Linked DNA regions of Mus musculus: region 2 is linked to region 1. Evidence: chromatin contacts called from public HiChIP or PLAC-seq data. All regions are on one chromosome and are shown on one strand. Each heading gives the region's core, a stretch centred on a gene start, on an enhancer-like site or on the middle of the called end of the contact. The rest is flanking DNA. Distances are from core to core; before and after follow the strand shown.

What was found. HiChIP or PLAC-seq counts read pairs in DNA pulled down with a chosen protein or histone mark.
Region 2: an H3K27ac HiChIP or PLAC-seq map of trophoblast stem cells shows a contact between it and region 1, with 16 read pairs. The contact joins the promoter of Tamm41 here to the enhancer-like site in region 1. A contact is called at or near these places in 11 of 39 promoter capture datasets (the C10 cell line, cranial neural crest, embryonic stem cells and 7 more), 1 of 15 datasets of contacts at CTCF or cohesin (CD8 T cells), 8 of 484 Hi-C or Micro-C datasets (the HL-1 cell line, the N1E-115 cell line, cortical neurons and 3 more), 11 of 115 datasets of contacts at active chromatin or transcription factors (the SCID.adh cell line, embryonic stem cells, forebrain and 4 more) and 3 of 9 other capture datasets (adipose tissue, liver and pancreatic islet).

Annotation. Positions count from the first base shown.
Region 1 is chr6:114,962,902-114,969,022 of GRCm38.p6, forward strand. It overlaps a transcript of Vgll4 not described here. Among named protein-coding and RNA genes, the nearest start is that of Gm38876, 20 kb to the left of the region's middle. Within about 2 kb of position 1,415, at least 55 of the 459 cell types and tissues checked have an H3K27ac peak or open chromatin away from gene starts, as enhancers often do. A contact at or near this core is called in trophoblast stem cells, where this site is marked.
Region 2 is chr6:115,033,776-115,039,585 of GRCm38.p6, forward strand. Tamm41 (TAM41 mitochondrial translocator assembly and maintenance homolog) reads right to left here and starts at 4,099. Exons shown (of 8, transcript NM_026894.1): 1 at 3,875-4,099; 2 at 1,176-1,358. The coding sequence starts at 4,009.

The DNA of each region.
Region 1 (6,121 bases), core at 165-2,664:
CAGGACACCAAAATGACTTCCCCTCTGTAACTTGGTACCCACAAGCCATTCTCTCCCATCCACCCCTTCCTCTTTTTACTATGTTTTGTTTTGTTTAAGATATGTGTGTGTTGTGTGTGGTGACCATTCAATACACACATATCAATACACAAGTCAGCACCAGGTGTCTTCTGCAATCACTCTCTACCCTACCTGTCGAAACCGGGTTTACCACTAGCCTGGACCTTGCTGATTTGGCTAAACTTGGCTAGCCAGATATCTTCCTGTCTCCATCTCCACAGTGGAATTACAGCCTATTAAAAATCACTCTTTCTGCAGGAGTGCCACTAAGGAACATCTACAGGGGAGCCTTTGACACCCCAGCTTTCCATCCCTGGGCATGTCCAAGCATGGCAACTGACCCACATAGCTATCCTTGGAAGCATCCGGGATGGCAGGGAATTGGTCAGCTTTGACTTAGACCTATCTCCTTATGTCTATACATCATCATGTCTGAAAATCCATCAGGGCAGATGCCTGGAATACAGGAATTATCCCCACATGGCCTATGAATTTAAAATATACACGCATATTTAAAGTCCTCATGAGGGTTCTCCCAGGTACTTATTAACCTCCATAATGAGCTGCACAGCACGAGCCAGTACTGTTGGCAATGGGCCCCATGGTCCTATAATGTGGTCCAGCTGCTCCAGGTATGTCCCCTTTCCTGCAAGAGCTCGAGGCCCCTCCCATGACACCTCTGCAGGAGATGAGTATCCTCTAGGTTGCTTCACCCTCCTACCCTTCTAGTTGGGTTCGTTGGGCTTCAGGGAGGAGTAGCAAGACGCTGCATCAATTCATCTCTACCCATAGTTGTCTCTGCCTCCCTCTGCCTAGCACAGAAGACCTCAGTGCACTTGGGCTGAACAAAGGGGCACTGTTCTGGGCCAGAATCCTAAAGGAATGTCCTGCTTAAGTACGTAGTGTTTCCTCATGCTACAGTGGCCCAAGGCTCCACTCTGCAGCATTCCTCAGCCCCACAGAAAGGGAGGGGATGCGACTTGTGTCTCATCTTCTCACTGATCTCAGATTGTAGACAGTGCTACCATGCAATGTCTAACCACCTCAGTCACTGCAATGCCATTAGCACGGAAAAAAAACAAAAAACAAAAAACAAAACCCTGCTTTTTCAAAGTGCTGAGCATAGAATCCAGGGCCTTAAGTACACTAGGAAACCGTTCCACCCTGAGCTACCGGCTCAGCCCTGACTACACAGCTCATTCTCAGCCTCCACAGTACAAATGCATAGCATAGACTGTGAGCCACCTGAACCATCGTGGCCATAGTGCAAAGCCAAACTCTCAGTACACTCCATGACCCTTGTGCAGTGCTACCTGCTGCCAACATACATTCTTTCTGCTGCCTGGAGTTCATTCATCTCCCTCAGGGAACCCAAGGAGAGTACACCATGTGACAGGCACACACTGACATACTGTGTCTAAAAGCTGAAGACTTCGTGAGCAGACTCCCAATTCTTGGCATTTTTCAACACTGTCGTCAGCCTACATGAAAGTGAACTGTATGACTCACAATCACCTGTAACTCCAGCTCCAGGGTATCCCACACCCTCTTCTGGCCTCAATTCTCAGCCTGTCAAAACCTAGATAAGTCTTCTAACTCAGGATCTACAACAGCATTAGGCCATACTGGCCACTGCTACTAGTAACTGTAGTTAGCTCTCTTAACCTACTACAATGAAGTTCTGTGAAGCCACCGTGAACTGGGGCTGGAGAGCAGAGTGGGCAGTTAACTCCATACTCTTAGAGGACCTGGCTTCAGTTCACAGCACCCACATGGCAGCTCACATGATCTATACGTCTAGTTCTGTGGGCTTTAGCACCCTTTTCTAGCCTCAATGGACTCTGCACACATGTGGGACACACACAGACAAGCACACATTTGCACATAAATAAAAACAAATAAAAAAATTTCAAACTCCATAAATATTCAATGGGGTTCCTTTCAGCCTCTAGACACATTTTGCCAACTGACTAATAGGCAGCCTTGTTTCAAAGTGTAGTTCTGCTTAAACACATCTTACTGGACATCTGCAGGCTCATTAACATGGAATTCACAGCTTTCAGCTCTACCACACATCCCAGAACCTCATCTTTCTCACAAGACACATTTTCCACACGGGAGGGACACCAGTCCCCCCTAGCTGAAGGACCTGATGCACGCTCACCATCACGCTCAGAGGCTGTTTGAAACAAGTTACCAGAAAAAGGAGGAAAGTGAAGAAATCATGGTACTCATACTAGCCCCTCCCCCAACACAGGCCAGAACGTGGCATGCTTACCCACAGTGCCAGCACTGGAACAAGACGGAGCATCACCCTGTTAAACCTCCTTTGGGAAGTGTGGAGAGGCTCAAACCTGCCTGACCTCCACCTACCCACAGTGCAGGCTCTGCCAGTCACAAACTGTGGTCGAGCGGGCAAATGTGTAAGTGTGGATGGTGGCAGTCGGCTATATCTCATTACCAGACACGAGGCATAAAAGACACACAAAGGAGATTCTGAAAGGTTTCCCTCCTTTGCCAAAGAACCATTAGACTGTATCCCACACAGGTTTCCGCCCCCTCCCTCTCGTGTCAACACTTTCTTACGTTCCTTGGCAATATCTGCCATCCGTTGCCCTAAGTCTCTTCTCATTGCTATTTGCTTGTCAGTTGGATAAACCCCTGCCAACCAGCTGGCACCACTCACCTGAACTCACCTAGTCATCTATCAAATTCCAACAAGCAGCCTGTATTAACCCTAAAGGTTCCCTCTTAGAGCCACGACCGACCCTCAGCTGACATGTCCCTTTGGAGGTGGCTGTTTCCTTGTTTGTTTTACTTTTAAAATAGGGTCTCCCTTACCCAGGTTGCCTAGAACTTGACCTGCAGCCCAGGGGACAGGCTTTTCTGCCTCAGCCTGACAAGTGCTGGGATCACAGGCGTGTGCTGCTACACCAAGTTTCAGAAAGTTACCCCCACTTTCCTCTTTCTCCAGGTTCTCCTATCTGTTAGTGCCTTATCTCAGGCACTAAACAAGACATTACCCATGTCCCTAATCCCCTTTGAACATTTCCCAGATGTTTGGCTTGTTATCAGAACTTTCAACTGCCATTATTTTATAAAATCATATTCAAAGTTCCAAGGAAACTTTTCATGTTTGGGCACCTTCCTAGTTCCTAATTGAATTTGTTTGTTTGTTTGTTTGTTTTGACGATAGAGTCAGCCCCCCGCCCCCAGTATAGAGCTACTTCTTTGGCTAGACTCTCAGAAGCCAAGAGAACATCTGACCACCTAGAACTTGAGTGACATATGAAAGTTGCCATGGAGCTGTGGAGAACCATACCCCAGTCCTCCGCAAGAGCAGCAATGCTTGTAACCGCTGAACCATCTCTCCAGCCCCTATGCCCAGCTTTTAAATGGGTACTGGGGATCTGAACTTGGGTCCTCACGCTCCTTCAGTAAAGACTTCACCTACCTGACCATCCCCAGACCCATGACCTTCACCTACCTGACCATCCCCAGACCCATGACCCAGCTTTTATTATCATTCGTTTTTCTGTTGGTTTTTTTTTCTTCTTAAAGTTGTACAGATAATCTATAAAAGGCACCCTTAGGAGACACAAAGGAGGACTCTGCTGCTGGGATGGTTGCCTTGGCAACCACCAGAGGAAGGTTACAAGGCTGACTTCCAGAAGACGGAAAGGAACTTTCCCTTACAGAATATTTAATGGTGAAAGTTTTACTCTCAAAGCCATGTCTGCAAGAGGTATTGAAACCTTCAAGTCACTGGGGAACCAGCATCCTGGACCAAGTTTATGAAGCACTTTAAACCCCTCAGAGGCCTTTCTAAGCCTGACACAAAGTCTGAGCAAAGCTCATTACTCTTCTGGAATTCTGGAAACTCTGGTGTACTGGAATAAAATATCAGTCTCTCACAGAAAAGAATAAATAAATAAATAAATAAATAAATAAAACACACTGGATATGGCTCAGCAGTTAAGAGCACTGCCTGCTCTTGTAGAAGACCTGGTTTCATTCCCAGCACCCACATGGTGGCTCACAACCATCTGTAACCCCAGTCCCAGGGAAGTGAAGCTATCTCCTGGCCTTCCCAGTACTGCATGCACATGGTATACAGGTATAAATGCAGGTAAAACACCCAAACATATAAAATAAATCTTCAAAAAGTTTAATTAGACAAGAATACAGACTTAAAAATCTGGGATATTGAGATTTAACTGGGGCAGAACCAGCAAGGGGCAGGGCAAGAAATCAAGTCTCCAGAAACAATGAGCTGGGGCTGTTTTTACTACTACATTCACAGTTCTGGAATGCAGACGCAGTTATTTACAGCAGAATTGTCTTCATAACTGTGCTCTGGTCAACACAAAAATTAGTTCACATTCTCTTCAAAATCGAAAGCAAAGGCAGACTGGCCAGAAATGCTAAGCATGTGTGTGTGCTCACACACACACACACACACACACACACACACACACACACACAGGTAGCAAGGCAAATCTGCCTGAAATGAATTTTGTCAAAGTTAAAACCCAAAGCATTCCAGGTGTGGTGGCACATCTTTAGTCCCAGCACCTGAGAGGCAGAGGCAGCCTGGGCTACAAAAGGAGTTCCAGGGTAGCCAGCGCTATACTGAAAAGCCCTGTCTCAAAAAGCCAAATAAGTAATTGAAAAAAATAAAACATAAAGCAAGGAAAACAACTCGTCAGCCAAATATAACTGAAACAAGGAGGAGAGGGGGTTTACAAATGATCTTGGGTGCTGAATCTTCGGAGGAAAGTACCCATAGATCCATCATTTAAGAGCGAGCGGGAGAGAACTTGCTAGAATGCACTATCAGCTCCGAATCAGCGCCACCAAGCCCTAAGGTCTTAGTCCCACTCTTGGCCTCGTGGGCATGCGCGGACTCCTAATTAGCTTCTGCGGGGAACAATGACCGCAGAGACTGAAGAGAAGTTAAAGTTTGGCATGCCAAAATGGCATGCAAAACTGACCTTCAAATCATAAATCGCAAATGGACCTGTATTGTTTTATTACTTTGTTCTCAGAAAGTAACAAACAAACAAACAAATTGGTGCCTACCTTCTTGGGTTTAGAAAAAAACAATGTAAAACTCCACAGCCTGGGTGGAAGCTTTCAAAGATAGGGTTCTGATGGACGTGGTGGCTCAGGCCTTTAAAGAGGCATAGGCAGGTGGATCTCTTTGGGTTTGAGGCCAGTCTGATCTACAAAGCGAGTTCCAGACCGGCCAAAGCTACAAAGAGAGATCCTGTCTCCAAAAAAAAAAAATAATAAAATAAAATAAAAATAAAAAATAAAGCGGGTTGTGATAAACACTCCAAGACCGCCCACCTCCCCCACATCAGGCTGCTGGTTCTTATTAACCAGAGGAGAAAACAAGAGGAACAGACAAACGGGACCAACGATCAAAGTGAAACCGACTTTTTAATCATCTCCTTGAGAACGGTGAACGCAGAGCCAGGAAAGCGCTAACGACCAGGCTGCCCCAGCAAGTCCTGTCATCCTCGCCTAAGACCTCAATGTCTCTGTGTGATGAATTCAAGACTCTTGAGCAAAGCGAAACAGAACCCCCTAAAAAAAAGGCAAAGACCGGAGCTTTCCAGGGAGGCCTCATACAGTGTAGGAAGATCGCGCAGCCCTATTTTGAGCAGGGGCAGGGAATGTACGGAAAGGGCCGGGTCCCGCAGCCCTCGCGCAGCCCAGAAGCTCCGCGGCCGGGACCCAGCGGATGCCTTGCTTCAGGGCCTGTGCTCGCGCCCGGGACCGGGGTCAGCTGGAGCTGGACCGTCCCGAGAGCACGAGCAGGCGCCCTCGGTCCGCGTCGGTTCCCTGTCTCCTAAAGTCACCGAACATGGACTAGGATTTCCCGGCACTCACCGCTTGAGCGCCTCGGGCCGGCCGGGCCCCGCCGGGGGCGCAAAGGACGGAGGCGGAGCACGCTCAGGGGCGCGCAGGATCGCGAACGCGCTCCCTCTCTCTCCTCTGGGTTCTCCAACACGCGCGCACGCTCGGGAGAGCGAGGAATCCCTGGAATGAGGCG
Region 2 (5,810 bases), core at 2,849-5,348, 74 kb after region 1:
TTATGAAGTCACTTCCCCTGTCTAGACTGAGGTTCCCTTTACTGCATAGGGCAGCAGGCAGGTGCGCAAAGGACCAGCAAAGCTAATGTAAATCCAGGTGTGGTGTGCACACTTCTCATTCCAGCACTCGGGAGGCAGAGGCAGGTGGATCTCTGAGTTCGAGTTCAACCTGGTCTACACTGTAAGTTCCAGGACAGGCAGGACTCCACAGAGAAACCCTTGTCTCAAAAAAACAAACCAAAACCACACAACAAAACAAAAACAAAATAAGAAAAGTTAAGGAGTGACCTTAAGATGACAGACGGAGCACCGCACAGGCCCATAATCCTGTCCCTGCTCTTTACACGGCCTGGACCTTTGACCGATTGTAGGGTCATTACCTGGGGCTTGTCAAATATCCAGAACCTCGGGTTCCATCCCAGACCAACTGAATCTGGACCTGCATGTTAACAGGATCCCCAGGAGACTCACACACCTGTAAAGGTCAGACTGCCCTAAGCAAGCGGCATTAGTGTTGGCACAGGCAAACCCACAGGTCATCCCCGACCGACCCCATCTCCCACCGCCCCTCTGAGAAACCAGGATGCTTCATTTAGCTTGATTCCTCCCCATGCTGAGGGGATCAAATCCAGGACCCAGGTAAGTACAATATCGCTAAGCTGTATCACCAGTGCCTGACGTAAGACAATCTATTCTGAGGGGATCCAAATATCTTACCTGCCGTCTATGATGCAACTCTCAAATCCTATCTGCCTACGGACACCAAGAACTTCCCTCCCGTCATGTGACATCACATGCTCCCAGTCACCTGACACCCTCTTCACTTCCTGGTAGTACCTCTTAGATGACTCTATCCTGGGCACTCACTCTCTATCCTGGTCCTCAGTGGCCTTCTCCATACTTTCCAGACAGCAGCCCTCAAATGTGCATTCCTACCTAGGGCCCAGTCAAGCCGTGTGGCCAACAGATAACATAAAGTCCAATCATAGCCAGCCATGCTCTTGGATACCAGTTACAGTCAAGCACAGATGGAGACCCCAGGCCTGTCTATGCGGAGGTTTAAGAAAGATGGATGGGGTGAGGCTGTTTCCTAAGAACGTGGACATAATATTTCACTGGGATTCTACTGCCAAATTACAACCACTCAGTTAAGGCCAAGGCCTGAAGGCCCTTACCTTCCCGTCACACCTGATCAGGGGGTTGAAGTAGACTCCGGCACCGTAATTATTCTGGATGGAGGAGATGATCCTGGGCCCCAAGAGTTTGAGGAAGGAGTAGTGGCTCCAATTCTTCTTCAGGTTCATCGCGTGCCAGGCAACAGGGTCGTCTACTGTGAACACTAAGTCTAACATGGGATTCTGGGAAGTGAAGGAACAAAGAGTTCAGCACTACCACTTAAGAAAAACACTAGGAGAAAAAAATTAACAATTCCAAAGTGCTACAGTATTACCTTTCACGTCAGAAGGCCTAGGGCCGTCTGCCATTAGAAACCTGAGCAGGTCCCACAGAGCAACGCTAGTTTGCTTTTCATCCATATAAATAATGATGTCACACATTCACTTATCATGTGTTAGGTGCCAGCCCTCATCTGATCGCTTGACATACAATGAGTTAGTTTATCTCCAAAATGATCCCACCAGGCAAGTATACTATTCCAGTTGTATAGGAAGGAGAGGAAGAGCTGGGGAAAGCACTTTACCCAAGGCTACAGAGCCCGAGGAGACCCAAGAAGACCCAAGGGGACCCAAGGAGCGGTGGCTCAGTGGTTAAGAGCACTGGCTGCTCTTGCAGAGGACCTGGGCTTGATTCCCAGCATCCACATAGTGTTTCTCAAATGCCTTCTTCTGCCTTCTGTGGGCGCTAGGCATGCACGTGGCACACATACATTCACACAGATAAAACACTCACACACACAAGTATTTTAAAAATAGTTCAAAAATATTAAGAAAAAAAAAAGGCTGGTAGGTTTCAGGGCAGAGAACTCAAGAGCCCACCACTAAAGATAGACAAATTATGTCCAAGTAGATTCTACATAGGAACGCTTAACATACAAACTGCACTCAAATTAGTCAGGAGAATAAGGAGAAAGGATTTTTTCTTGGATGTGACATGTGTGAGTTCTGAGGAATGTAAGAGGGGGACACAGCATGGAGAAGAAACCCAGGAAGCGTGGAAAACGGCTGTCACGTTAGTGAAACTCTTCCCTGTTCTGGAGCCAGGCGTGTTCCAGAACCCGCCCCCTCCCCCAGTCTGATGCTGCTGTTAACAAAACATACTCATGCAGTACTAAATGAGATCAAGGCGACTTTCCACATTAAAGAACTTTCCAGAGGAGGGGAGCCCATTCAGGCACTAACGTCCTGGAAGAACACAACAGAATTGTTGGCATGAATGCAGAGAATGAAAAAGAAGAGGAAATAAGGGTCCTCTCTGGGAGAGATGTGTAGGTCAGCTCGGAGGAGAACCTCTTTGAAAACCTACAAGCTGTCTATCGGGAGGTTCAGGAATGCTGTTTCCCAGGCTGGTCTTAAACCATCGGTGATATTACTTAAGATTCGGAGGTAACATGGATAGTTTCATGTATGTACAGATATATGAAGCCATGTTTGCAGGTCAGAGGGCGCGGATTGTTGCTCCCACGCTCCATCTAATCTATTTCTGAGACAGGGTCTCTTACTGACCTGGAGCTTGCCAAGTATGCCGGGAGCCAGGAAGCCCCAGGGATCCACCGGTTTCTGTCTCCCTAAAGCTGGGATTACAAGTGGGTACACCACAATGCCTGACTGAAGGATGATTGTAAAAAAAAAAATGTATAATTATGATAATCTATATGAAGTAACTGGACAGCTCACAATTTCTCATATGCCCATGATCCATACTTTCCCATTTGTTAGAGAAAATCGGTAGGATGTAGAAGAAATTCAAGAAACACCAGGTGAATTTTAACTGGAAGAAAGACCTGGCCAGGAGCTAGACCCAGGATGCCCTACTGTACAGTGACTGAGACTCCGTACTCTGGAGTAACAAGCCTCAATCCTAACTAGATTCCTGTTCAATGTGCTGACCTGAATAAATGTGCTACCTGCCTGGGCCCTACACCCAGTCCATCAACTTCCTGAAGCCCACGGATCATTCCGTATTTTCTCCTTATCTTTCGATGGGATTTTCAAAGTTAGCTTCCAATTAGTCACCTGGGATGTTTTACACACTGCTAAAGTCCTAGGCCAATGAAATCAATCCCTGCAGACAAAACCAGTCTTTGTATTGCTAAAAAGCTATGGAAAACTCCAATGACAAAGGCTGAAAACACTTAAGTAGGACCTGCTACTTTGTTTTTTCCCCCTTCCCACTACATCTCTGCAATGCCACCACCTCTTCCTCATCACTCCCAACTTAGATTGGAGACAGACTACTCATGCCTCACTTATCCTATCAGCTCAGGCTGGTGATGGATCGGCATATAATAGCACTTGCTGCCAAACCAGATAAACTGAGTTCAACCTACCACGACCCACGTGGTGCAAGGAGAGAAACAACTCCCTCAAGTCGTCCTGTGACCTTCAAGTGTGCGCAGAAGTACAGGTGCGCTTGCTATATAATCACTAAGTAAATGTAAACATATAGATTTGCCTGGCGTGACAACACGAGCCTTTTAATTCCAGTACTGTGAGTTCGAGGGCAGCCTTCAGCCAACCCTGACCAGGGAAATCCAAATTCCGCTCACACCGAAGGACACTTTGCTAGGATGAACATTTCAACAATTGGCTCTTGGCGTGTCCGGGCTCCGCAGGAATGAAAGGCATGCGAGGAACGGCGAGGGCGAACAGGTGCCAGGCATGGGACTGGTCGGGGAACTAGGGGGCCTCCGACTCACCTCCTGGTGGGCACTGGGTCCTGCCTGGCGATACACCGCGGAGCCGTAGGCGAAGGCCAAACTCAGGTCCTCCGGGAAGTGAGCCAGGATCCTGCGCAGGCCCACGCCCGAGCTGTGCAGCGCCTGCAGCGCCATGGGCGGGCTGGCCCGCCGGTGGGACAGACGGTGCTGTGCCGACCCTGTGCTCGCAATTCCCGGTCGTGCGGACCGCGCTTCCGCCCGGTCCCGCCCCTCCACGCACGCGCGCTTCAGAGCGGGCAGCTGGCAACCTGCGGGGAGGCCGAGGCTCCGTAGCGCCCTCTAGCCGGCGGAGGAGCACATTACATGTCTATCCTGTGACAACCTGCTATAGAGCCTAGCAAATCCTTTGTAGCACTAAAACTACGAATGGTTATTAAACCATTTAATTAATTAAATCATCCTTATATTGATTTTCTTTTTGCTTTTTGTTTTTTTTTTTGAGATAGGGTTTCTCTGTGTATCCCTGTCTGTCCTGGACTAACTCTGTAGACCAGGCTGGCCTCAAAGCATTCAGACAGGGTTTCACTGTGCAACAGCCCTGGAATTTGCTATATAGACAAAGCTGGCCTCGAACTCACAGCCATCCACCTGCCTCTGTCTCCAAAGGGCTAAGATGAAAGCATGAACTACCTCATTCACAACCTTGTGGAGCTATCACCTCTAGTGCCAAGTTGTAGGAGCATTTGAAGATTTAGAAAAACAAAAGAAATGTAAAACATGCCGGCCCAGGGGATTGTGATTGCTAGAAACTGACTGTGGTTTCTTCATGTTAAAGGTCTTTTTCAAGTCTGATAATAAATAAATGTTCCATAAAAGGAAACATATTGTATAAATATTCCCTCACATTTGCATTCAATTTTAGAGTCAGAGAAGTCTTCTTGCCCCTTCAGGGATGGTGTCTTAGTCAGGGTTTCTATTCCTGCACAAACATCATGACCAAGAAGCAAGTTGGGGAGGAAAGGGTTTATTCAGCTTACATTTCCACATTGCTGCTCATCACCAAGGAAGTCAGGACTGGAGCTCAAGCAGGTCAGAAAGCAGGAGCTGATGCAGAGGCCATGGAGGGATGTTCTTTACTGGCTTGCTTCCCCTGGCTTGCTCAGTTTGCTCTCTTATAGAATACAAGACTACCAGCCCAGAGATGGTCTGACCAATAAGGGGCCTTTCCCCCTTGATCACTAATTGAGAAAATGCCTTACAGTTGGATCTCATGGAGGCATTTCCTCAACTGAAGCTCCTTTCTCTGTGATAACTCCAGCTGTGTCAAGTTGACACAAAACTAGCCAGTACAATTGACCCCTTGTCAACCTGATACACAAACACATCACTAGTAAGCCTCAACCCTTACATTCTTATTCATCCCCAAGATCTAAATAACTTTAAAAGTCCCACAGTCTTTACATATTCTTTTTTTTGGGGGGGGGCTTGTTTAAACACTTTATTCAGAGGCTTGGGGAAAGATGGTAGAACACGCTGTCTGCTGTCCTGCGCGGGGCAGACCTTAGAGCAGTCCCGGTCGCTAAGAGCGTCTTTACATATTCTTAAAATTTCAATCTCTTTAAAATATCCATCTCTTTTAAAATCCAAACTCTTTTTACAATTAAAAGTTTCTTAACTGTGGGATCCACTAAAATACTTCCTTCCTTCAAGAGGGAAAAATATCAGGGCACAGTCACAATCAAAAGCAAAAATTATCCAATGTCTGGGATCCAACTCACAATCTTCTGGGCTCCTCCAAGGGCTTGAGTCCTTCTTCAGCCCTGTCCTTTGTAGCACACAGCTTGTCTTCTAGGCTCCAGATGTCTGTACTCCACTGCTGCTACTGTTCTTGGTGGTCATTCATGGTACTGGCATCTCCAAAATGCTGCTGTCTTCTGCTGTAACTAGGCTTCACCAATAGCCTCTCATGGCTCTC